Linked DNA regions of Macaca mulatta: region 1 is linked to region 2. Evidence: chromatin contacts called from public Hi-C data. All regions are on one chromosome and are shown on one strand. The core of a region is the stretch at or near the end of the contact, and the rest is flanking DNA. Distances in the headings are between cores, read along the strand shown. Region 1 holds the start of HIC2 (HIC ZBTB transcriptional repressor 2). Region 2 holds the start of SDF2L1 (stromal cell derived factor 2 like 1).

Region 1 (5,201 bases), core at 1,675-4,174, 120 kb after region 2:
TTTGTTGCCCAGGCTGGAGTGCAATGGTGCGATCTTGGCTTACCGCAACCTCCGCCTCCCGGGTTCAAGCGATTCTCCTGCCTCAGTCTCCTGAGTAGCTGGGATTACAGGCATGCTCAATCATGCCCAGCTAACTTTTTGTATTTTTAGTAGGGATGGGGTTTCTCCATATTGGTCAGGCTGGTCTTGAACTCCCAGCCTCGGGTAATCCGCCCGCCTCAGCCTCCCAAAATGCTGGGATTATAGGCATGAGCCATTACTCCTGGCCTAATCCACATTCCATTATGTGGATTATTTAACCCCATTATGAGAAATTTGTTTATGCTTTCTTTCATTATTATACATGACACTTAAAAAATATTATTGTGGCCGGGCGCGGTGGCTCAAGCCTGTAATCCCAGCACTTTGGGAGGCCGAGACGGGCGGATCACAAGGTCAGGAGATCGAGACCATCCTGGCTAACCCGGTGAAACCCCGTCTCTACTAAAAAATACAAAAAACTAGCCGGGCAAGGTGGCGGGCGCCTGTAGTCCCAGCTACTCCGGAGGCTGAGGCAGGAGAATGGCGTGAACCCGGGAGGCGGAGCTTGCAGTGAGCTGAAATCCGGCCACTGCACTCCAGCCTGGGTGACAGAGCGAGACTCCGTCTCAAAAAAAAAAAAAAAAATTATTGTATATTAGTTATCTTTTGCACTGTTTTTTGAGACCGAGTCTCCCTCTGTTGCCCAGGCTGGAGTGTCATGGCATGATCTCAGCTCACTGCAACCTCAGCCTCCCAGATTCAAGTGATTCTCGTGTCTCATGTAGTAGTTGGGACTACGCGCATGCACCATGACATCCGGCTAATTTTTGTATTTTTAGTAGAGACGGGGTTTCACCATGTTGCCCAGGGTGGTCTCAAAGTCTGGCCTTGGCCTCCGAAAATGCTAGAATTACAGGCATGAGGCGGCCACATTAGTTTTCAAATGCAGACGAAACAAGGGACCGTTGAATGCCTGTTGTCTCAGGTGTGCTCCTAGGCACGGGTTCCAAACTTACAGGTACAAACTTACTTATGGGTAGAGAGACAGATAATAAGTACGTGGTCTGTAAATGTGGTTAATTTCCCCAGAACAGAATCCTGGAATACTGGTCTGAGAGGGTATAATTATTTTAAAATATTTTTGGGGCCAGGTGAGTTGGCTTAGCCTGTAATTCCAGCATTTTGAGAGGCAGGAGGATCACCTGATCCCAGGAGTTTGCGGCTACACTCCAGCCTGGGCAACGGAGTGAGACTCCGAGCGTCAAGAAACAAAACAAAACAAACAAACAAAAAAACTTTTGGCTTACACCGCCAAACTCATGTCCAGGAATTTTGAGGCGATTTATGTGCTTCCAACAGTATAAGACTGATAAGAGTGATTACCTACCAGACCCTGTGTTTGAAGGTTATCATTTGAAACTGATTTTTAATTTGTTTAGTAGAAAACCCAGCTTCTTATAGTTTTAATTTATATGTCTTGGGTTAGCAGAATGGTTGACTATTTTTTTTTCAGTCGTTCCTTCAAATAGTGAGTCCTCTGCTGGGCTCTATTTGTGGAATATTCCTTTTCTTCTTCAAGGATGTTTGATATCTCTTTTTTCTTCACAGATGTTTGATATTTCCTTTTTCATCTATTGTGTTCTTACCATTTCTAGGATGTTTCTAGGCTTTCTATTCTATTTCTTGTTCTGTACCACACTGAAATGCTTGCGGTAGCTTTACAATTTCTTTTTGACATCTGTTAGGGCAAGTCTACCTTCATGCCTGCTTTTGTTTCCAAGGGGGGAAAACGATAGCTGTTTTCGACTATTTAGTTTTCCAGGTGAACTAAGAATTTTGTGAAGTCTAAGAAATGTTGTTAGCATGACACTAAACCTATACGTCGATTAGGAAAGAAAGGTTGCATAATCAGCTTGGCAAAGGGTTATTGGAACTGGCTTTTAATCTTGACTGGAGCTGGAGCACAACTTGCCTGTAAGGCAGACCTGTGCTCCTCTTGGACTTGGGCGACCTCGATAGTGGTGTGTTCCTTTGTTTGGTGTTCAAAGTAGAGAGAGGTCCATTAAGTAGCTCCCTAGAGAAGCAGTGGCGGCTCAGGCCAGCCCAGCCCCTGGGAAGGCCATCTGCATGGCGGCCGGGAGCCCGGGTCCTGGTGGGCCGGCTCGGGCAGGCGCTTGACCCCTGGGGCCTGCGAGGGGCTGCGGCCACCGGAAGGGGCTGGCTGAGCGCAGCTCGCTGGGTCCTCCGCGCCTTCGGAGCAGGTAAGGCACGCGGGGGTGCGCGCGCGCGGGCCGGAGGGGCGCTGGGGTCAGGGAAGGGGCGCCCCTTCTCTTTTGCACCCAACCAGCCCGGGCCTCCCCAGGAGCCCAGACCCCCGAGCTTGCAGTCACTGCTGGCTACGCCTTTGAGCCTCGCGCAACCGCAGGGAGCGTCGAGTAGGGGTCGCAAGGGAGTCGGGGAGGAGACGCGTAGGCCGACAGAGGTCCCTAATTCGGGGCTCCTAGGGGTCAGGGTAGGGCTAAAAGGGAGTAAGTCCATCTGAGTTTGAGGGGGTGGGCGTCAGCCTGTGGAGGGGGGGGCCAGCGTCCCTGTCCCGGGGGCGGGTATGCGGTCCGGGTACTTCGGGGGTGAGGTCGCGGTCCTGTCCTGGCGCTTGAGGTCGGGATCCAGTTAGATGTCCGGGGTCTGGGTCCCCGGCTCCTCTCGCGCTCCCCTCCCCCACGGCGCCGGACCCCCGCAGCCCGCCCCGCCTAGTACTCGGACCGCTTGCCGGCGCCGGCGCCGGCCCCGCCCCCGGAGGCCCCGCCCCGGTTCGCAGGCCCCGCCCCCTAGCGCCCCCTGGCCCCGCCCCGCTGCTCGCCCATTCAGATGTGGGTCAGGGGTGAGCGGGCGGCGCCGACGTCACAAGCTTCCAAGATGGCGCTGGGCGGGCGGCTGTGAGCGGCGCTCGGGGCGCGCTGGGCGGGGAGCCGAGCCGAGCCGGCGGCAGACGGACGGGGCGGACGCGTGCGGCGCGAGCCGGGCGCTGAGGACAAGGGCCGCTGGTAGGGCCGGCCGGCCGGCGGGCGGAGCGCCGCCGCCGACGCACACGAGGTGAGGGGCGGCCTTGGGGGGCGGGGGGCGCGGGGCGCGGGCGGGGGCCGCGGGCCGGGCGCGTCCCCGGAGAGAGGGGCGTGGGCGCGCGCGCCCGGGCGACGTGGGACTGCGCGCGTGGGGGACGCGCTCGCGTCTGGCGGGCCTGGGCGGGGGCGCACGCGGGACCCCTGGCAGGCCCGGGCTTTGTGGGCCAGATGCCCAGAGGGGCGCGGGCGGTGGGGCACCCGGGGCACAAAGCCCACGGGGCCGCGCCAGGCCCAGGAGGCGCGGGTCTGCGGAGCGGGGGTCGGCGGGCGAGCGGGCGCCGGCTCTTTGTGCCTTTTCATTAGCAATCTAATCCGAACAGCGTCGGGCGAGCTGCGCTGCCTGACAGGCGGGAGGGCTCCCATTATGCAAACGGCCCTGCGCCCGCGGCCGCCCCCTCGCTGGAGGATTTTGCGATTTCCAGAACTGCGGTCTTGCACTGTCTGCGGTCTCCTCTCTTCTTGCCTCCTCCCCGCGGGAAGACTGGCCACGGCAGGGGCAGGGGCAGGGGCGGGCCTGGAGGGGCCGCTCCCAGAGGGCCAGGCTCTGCGCCTGGTGGGCTCGCTGCCCTGCCCCCAGATCTCTCCTGTAGGCAGCCGCTTGGCAGGAAGAGAGATGGGCTTGGGGGAGGGGGTCGGCTGGCAGGGGGAAGGGACCGGCTGGCTGAGGGAGGGGGCTGAGGGGCCCCAGCTTGTCACTCTCTGTTTATCTTCCAAGATGGTTCATATTCACACAGGCCTGGGTGTGTGCGTGGTGGGGGGGAAATGCCTCTCCCTGGGGGGCAGTGACTTGCGGAGAGGAGGGAATGAGGCCAGATAATGCTCCCAACGGCCCCACCCAGAACTGCCTGGGACTGCCTGTGTAAGGGAGCCCAATGCTGAGCCGGATGGGTTGGAGCGGTGTTAAAGTTATTTATCCATGTCTTCTATCCCCTGCACCCCTAGTCTTTTCTAGTAGGAGTTGCCAAGCACATCTGGAAAGCTATGTTCCCGACCCCCCACTCCCCCAGCAGCAGGAGGGGTGTAACCCAGGGAAGCCACCCCTCTGACATATGTGCTGGGGGGAGGGGCAGAGCCTTGCCCATAGGAATCCTGTGGCGGTGGGTTGTTGACTGATGTGGGGATTGCTGTGTCTCTTGTGCTGTCGGAGAGCTGGCAGGTAGTGGAGGGGCCTTGGGAGCTCCTAGGGTGAACTCAAGGCTGTCCTCTAAGGATCCAGGATGGAGGGATGGAGCTGGGTCACTCAAACCTAAGGCCTTTCTGGGTCTAGCATTTATTGCTTCCTGGTTTCTGGCTTTGCTTCTTTCCCTCCATTCTCATCTGCCAGTGTCTGGACTCCCTGGGCCTTCAAGCAGACATTTTCAGGAGCACAGGCCATGTGGTTGGTCTGGAGCCCTGTGGCAAGGAGAGTGTGCATGCTTGGTGGAGCAGGGTTGCTGTAGTAGTCTGAAAAACAGATGAGCTGGCCTCTGGAGACAAAACTGTGTGGCGAGACTGCTGGTTTAGTGAGTTCTGAACACCAAGAACAGGGCTGGGAGTCTGATGCTTGGGGGCTGAACTGAGTCCTGTGGCCCAGAATTGTTGCCTGGAAGTGAACGTTCCGTCTTGTGCCATTGAGATTGTGAAGATCTCTAGGTCCCACAGGACAAGCAATAGACTTGGAAGGCTGGGAAGAGGCTCCCCAGCTGCCTCCCTTCGGAGGTCAGAGCTCTCAGGTGGGTCGGCAGGCCAGTGTCGGGTTGGGGGAGGGAGGTTGTAGAGTGCCTGTAGCCCAGCTTTTCTGGCCAGTTGGCTCTGAGTGCTGCTGTGTGCCCAGCAACCTCTCCCTGCGGTGTTTTTCTGCCAGTTGTTGGAACTTGTAGATTAGTCACTGAGGTTTTACGACCGATTCCTGAAAAGAAAAATCTCCCTCTGGTTGCTGGCTCTGTGTAGAGGAAGAAGAAGCCCGAGGGAGTCAGGCCTTTAATTAAAGCAAAACCGAAATGATTGTGAAGTTGCTGGAAGGAGAAGAGAAGGCGCAGGTGGGGCAGGGGTGATGAGTCCTGATGAGTCCTGTTGTGC
Region 2 (5,508 bases), core at 2,528-5,027:
CAGGTAGCAGTTGTACGCGGCTGCCTTCCCTTGCAGTATCTTCTGTAGTTCTGTTATCTCACTGATACTTTCAAAGGTCATGGTGGGGGCCTGAGATGCCATGTGCCTAGGCAGGCTAGGGTGGGTGAGGTGCCATTTGCACCGAGTGAGGGAAACTGTGATGCTACTTTCCAGTGGATGGGCAGAATCCTCATCTGTCTCTTGGTCAAATACAGGTGTCAAGACTGCCACAACTGACAGGAGAGTGAGCTCTTCACATCTAGGGATGAGGGAGCTGGAGAGCTTGTGCCTCATCCCAGCTGACAGGGAGTGGGGCTGCCATCCATCCTGCTCTGAGGTCTGGCCTTGGCCCTTAACAGGAAGGTTCATAAAGCTAAGGGGCTGGGGAACAGGGAACTGGGGTCACTTGCCATCAGATCGCCTGAGGGTGGACAGGGGGATGCCCAGGGCAGCACTGGAGTACATGGAAGACCACTGAAAAGGTTTAGATTGCACAGTGACACTCGCCTGTAATCCCAGCCACTTGAGAGACTGAGTCAGGAGGAGGCTTGAACTATGCAGTTCGAGTCTGGCCAGGGCAAAATAGTAAGACCCTGTCTCAAAATAAAAGTAATACAACTGTAATCCCAGCACTTTATGGGAGCAAAGGTGGAAGGATCATTTGAGCTCAGGAATTTGAGACCAGCCAGAGCAATACAATGAGACCTTGTCTCTACTAAAACAATTTTAAAAATTAGCCAGGGGGAGTGGACACAGTGGTTCAGGCCTATAATCCCAGCACTTTGGGAGGCCAAGGTGGGCGGATCACTTGAGGTTGGGAGTTCAAGACCAGCCTGGCCAACACGGTGAAACCCCGTCTCTACTAAAAATGCAAACGTTAGCTGGGCGTCGTGGCGCATGCCTGTAATCCCAGCTACTCAGGAGGCTAAGGCAGGAGAATCACTTGAACCTGGGAGGCAGAGTTTGCAGTAGCAGAGATCTGCCACTGCATTCCAGCCTGGCGACAGAGCAAGACGTTGTCTCAAAAAAATGAAATAAAAAAATTAGCCAGGCATGGTGGCACATGCCTGTAGTCCCAGCTACTTGGGAGGCTGAGGTAGGAAAATCACTTGAGCCCAGGATGCAGTGAGCTATGATCACTGCCACTGTACTCCAGCCTGGATGACAGAGCAAGACTCTGTCTCATCAGAAATAATAATTAGCTGGGCATGGTGGTGTGTGCCTGTAGTCCCAGCTACTCAGGAGGCTGAAGTGGAAAGATCACTTGAGCCCAGGAGTTTAAGTTTACAGCAAGCCATGATCATGCCACTGCACTCTAGACTGGGCAACAGAGTGAGACCATCTCTAAAAAAGCAAAACCCAGGCCGTGCGTGGTGGTTCATGTCTGTAATCCCAGCACTTTGGGAGGCTGAGGTGGGCATATCACCTGAGGTAGGAAGTTCGAGACCAGCCTGGCCAACATGGTGAAACCCCGTCTCTACTTAAAAAAAAAAAATACAAAAATTAACCGGGTATGGTGGCAGATGCCTGTAATCCCAGCTACTCAGGAGGCTGAGGCAGGAGAATCACTTGAACCCGGGGGACAGAGGTTGCAGTGAGTTGAGATTGCACCATTGCGCTCCAGCCTGGGGGACAAGAGCGAGAGTTCGCCTCAAAAGAAAAAAAAAAGCAAAACCCCCCGAAAAACCAAGAATAATAATAATAATAAAGGGTTTGGACAGGTTCAGCAGTCACGCTGGGATGGAGACAGGTTTTACACTGAGGAAGAGATGATCAACTGGGCCTGGGCTGGCAGCTCCTGGTCATCCTCAGGTTCACAGTGAAACACAATCATAGACCAACATTCTTTAATCACAAAGGCACTTGAGGACCCCTACAAACCCAAAGTCTCTGCCAAGAGTGGCCCTGCAGACACCCCACCTTCTATCCACCCATTCATCCATCCCACACTCAGAGTTCATCGTGACCTGCAGAGGGCTCCACACTAGGCTTGATGAAGATGCCTTCCATGGCCTTCCATGTATTGTGCGTGTTGGCACTGGGCATGCCGTGGACCTCATGCTGCCCACGGATGGGGCTTCCATACTGCTCACCCGTGACTGACAGGAACACAGAGGTGCCCACGTGCTGGAAGCGCACAGCAGCCTCACGCTCCCAGTGCTGTCCAGAGCAGCGCACTGTCCATAGGTCCAGGTCGTCACCCTCGCCGTCTTCCCCAAAGGCACTCACCTCCTATAGGTGCAGAGGGTGAGGGGACAGTGGTCACCACAGAAGGCGGCATTCGTACCTACACTGAGCCTAGGATCCTTCCCTGCCCTTCCTGGAGACTCAGCTCCCACAGCTGCAAAAGGTGACACCATGACCCGCCCGCGCAACCTCTGGCACTCCCTCCCCAGCATGGGCTCTTCAGACACGTGCACACACCATTGCATCTGTCTGTGCAGAGACTACTGGTCCCCACAGAGCTAAGGCCTCCTCCTCCACATTCTCCCAGTCCTAATCCCTCTGACCTACCTTCAGCCCCTCAGGCTAGCAGTCAAGCTGTCTATCTATCTCAAACATTTTCTTCCACCAACTCTCCAAGGGCACCCACTGTTCCATCCCAATCCCCTGAATTCCACTGACCTCCATGCATTGGTGCAATCTCTTCTGCTGGCCTGGGAAGTCCTTCTTTTCCCTTTGTGGCTTGGAGGACTCCTAATCATCCTTTCAGACCCAGCCTGAGTTCCTCCTCCCCAGTGGAGTTTCCTATTCCCCACCCTCAAGGCTGTGTGGATTCTCCTCCTGGGTCCCACTTGCCCCCAGAGGAAGAGCTATCCAGGAGGATCTCTTCGGATCTCTCTCCCATCGGTCTCCCTGCCGGGCCGGGAGCACCTGGGGGCAGGATCTTGGCGGAGTTACTCTGTTTCCCCCGAAGGGGTGCTCAATAACCATCTCTGAAGTGAAATTTCCATTTCACGAAGAAGCTGAGGCTCGGATTGGAACCCAGGATCTCTGGCCCCTCACACAGGCCAGGAATCTCTCTGGGGGCTCCGGGAGGGGCTCACCTGGTTGTTGGACAGCGGTGACGGGAAGTGGTGCGTGTGTAGGTTCTTGCCTGTAAGCACATGCGTGAGCCGCACTGCCTGCCCGCAGCGCACCGGGGACCCACGCGGGCACCCGCCTTCCGAACCGCCGCGGATCCGCCAGTAGCTATTGGCGTCGTCCGACGCCTCCACGCCGGTCACCGATTGCTGGCCGCTGCCTGAGGAGTGACACCCCACTCACCCAGGGTCTCCGTCAATCGCAGAACCCCGGACCCTCGCCCTGGGACCATAACATTTCCCAGGGGACCCCAAGGGGCTCACCCCCAGCCCCGGCCCCCGCCTGACACCCTCCTCAGTCTTTGGGCCTGCAGTTCCCCGACGACCGTCCCCACCCTCAATATCCTCGACACCCTCAAAGCCTTGCGCCCCTCGACCCCCCAACGACTCTAGAGCCTCCGCCGCCCGGCTTCGAGATGGCCCACAGACCCCCACGACCACCCTGTCTCCACACTCCCAACCCCAAGCCCCCGATCCCCGCGCTCTCTCAGTCGCAGGTCACACGCACCGGATCCGTATTTGATGTCGTGCGAGTGCAGCCGCACCCGGTGGTGCGTATTGAGCAGCTTCAGCACCGACCCGCAGGTCACGAGCCCCGCGCCAGTCTTGGCGGCACTACCGCCCGGCACTAAGAGCGCCAGCAGCAGCCCCAACAGCACCGGCCCGGCAGACCCGCCGCGGCCCGCGCTCCACATCGCCCCGGCCCGGCTCCAGCCGCTCCGGCACTAGGGCTGCTTCCGTCCTCGCCGCGGCCCAATCCAGTTCTGACAGCGCCCGCTCGCGGCAGCCAATGGTCGGCCCGCGCGGCACTCCGCTTGCACTGCCATTGGGTCATTGAGGAGAGGGCCCGCCCCCGTCTCGCTAGAGCAGTAGCTGGGCGGGGACTGGAGACACGAGGAGGGTTTTGATTGGTACACGCTTCCGAGGACTTTCCAATGAGTGTCCAGGGAAGGGCGGCTGAGTAGCCAAGCGGCGGAGAATGAGCGGGAGCGCTTGGTGAGGACGCCGAGTCCGAGCCCCGCAGCCGCTGAGTGCCTGGATACCAGCTCAGGATCCTAGCACCCTGCAGGCACGTGTTCACGACGCCCCTTGATCCTGGACTCCTGGGCACTCAGTAATTAGTCTCTCCCCTCAGAACCTGGGACCACAACTGCAGGGTCTTGAGGCTGTTGGATCACTAGATTTTGTGGTCACAAAGTCGACAGATCCCAGAATCACTGAATCGTCTGGTCCTTCAGTCCCTGGACCCCGAGATTAATGAAACCCCCAGTCATTCGGCCCTAGCCGCCTCTCTGACACTGGGTCACCACAGTCCCTAGACCCTGGGGTTTCTGAATTCCCCTGGCCACTTATACATTTGACTCCTTTCGTGGCTAAATCTTGTGGTCACTGGGTCATCGGGCAGGAGAGGGCAGCAGGGAGCTGTGGCGTCGAGAATAATGGCAGCTTCCCACCAGAAAGCCCCAGAGCTGTCTTAGGAAACCAGAGTCCAAGGAGACCAAGGGGCTGTGGGAACCAAGCCTGGGTGACTGTGTCCCAGTCTCCTGGCCATGAGTAGGTCTCCCTTTTGCCGCCTTCTCAGAGTGTTGTCAGCTCAACCTTCAAAGGGAGGAAAACTTATACCACTGTTTATTCATTCATGGGACATTGTTGCAGCGGCTTCACTCCAGATCCTGTGGGGTCACAGAGGAAACAGCTCTGGGCTCAAGAGGCTAAGGTGTAGTTGAAGCACAGGCAAAGCAGAGACAAAAGTTCATATTTAATTAAATCGTCCAGAATTTTGCATTCAGAAAATCCAGAGTAAAGCGATTTTCATTACAGCAACATGTTATTTTGGGGGTTTCATGTTTCATATTGTTTTTATTTTGAGTTACATGTAGTATAAGTCACCTTGATCTTTTCAGCATTTAGGTGTCCAAACAGTTAAAGGTCAGTCTACCCTGGATTTGGTAGTCACTGCACTTGAGGGGTTTCCAGTCTAGGGTGGAAGATCTGAAGTACTATCTGAGAGGCAACGGATATATACTCTTGGACATGTCAGCCATCACCTCAAAATCAACACATGCAAAGCAGAATTCCTGGTCTCTGCCCTCAAACTGCCCCTCCCCCAGGCCTCTGAGTCTCAGTAAATGGCACCTCCATTCAGGCCCAAAACTTGGGATTCTTCTTTCATTCATCTCTTTACCTTGTTGCTCCTCACATCTCATTCAACAAGTCTTTTTTTTTTTTCTTTTCTTTTGAGATGGAGTTTTGCTGTTGTTACCCAGGCTGGAGTGCAATGGCGTGATCTCGGCTCACTGCAACCTCCGCCTCACGGGTTCAAGAGATTCTCCTGCCTCAGCCTCCTGAGTATCTGGGATTACAGTCATGCATCACCATGCCCAGCTAATTCTTTTGTATTTTTAGTAGAGACAGAGTTTCACCA

Evidence for each region. A called contact is a pair of places that touch in the nucleus more often than the background predicts.
Region 1: a Hi-C map of CD4 T cells shows a contact between it and region 2, with 2.9 times the contacts expected there. The contact joins the promoter of HIC2 here to the promoter of SDF2L1 in region 2. A contact is called at or near these places in 4 of 14 Hi-C or Micro-C datasets (CD4 T cells, cortical neurons, fetal cortex germinal zone and 1 more).

Annotation. Positions count from the first base shown.
Region 1 is chr10:31,475,856-31,481,056 of T2T-MMU8v2.0, forward strand. HIC2 (HIC ZBTB transcriptional repressor 2) reads left to right here and starts at 2,925. Exons shown (of 3, transcript XM_028827944.2): 1 at 2,925-3,114.
Region 2 is chr10:31,351,447-31,356,954 of T2T-MMU8v2.0, forward strand. It overlaps SDF2L1 (stromal cell derived factor 2 like 1), which reads right to left and starts at 3,778. Exons shown (of 3, transcript NM_001145067.1): 1 at 3,592-3,778; 2 at 3,048-3,244; 3 at 1,951-2,232. The coding sequence starts at 3,778. The coding sequence ends at 1,951.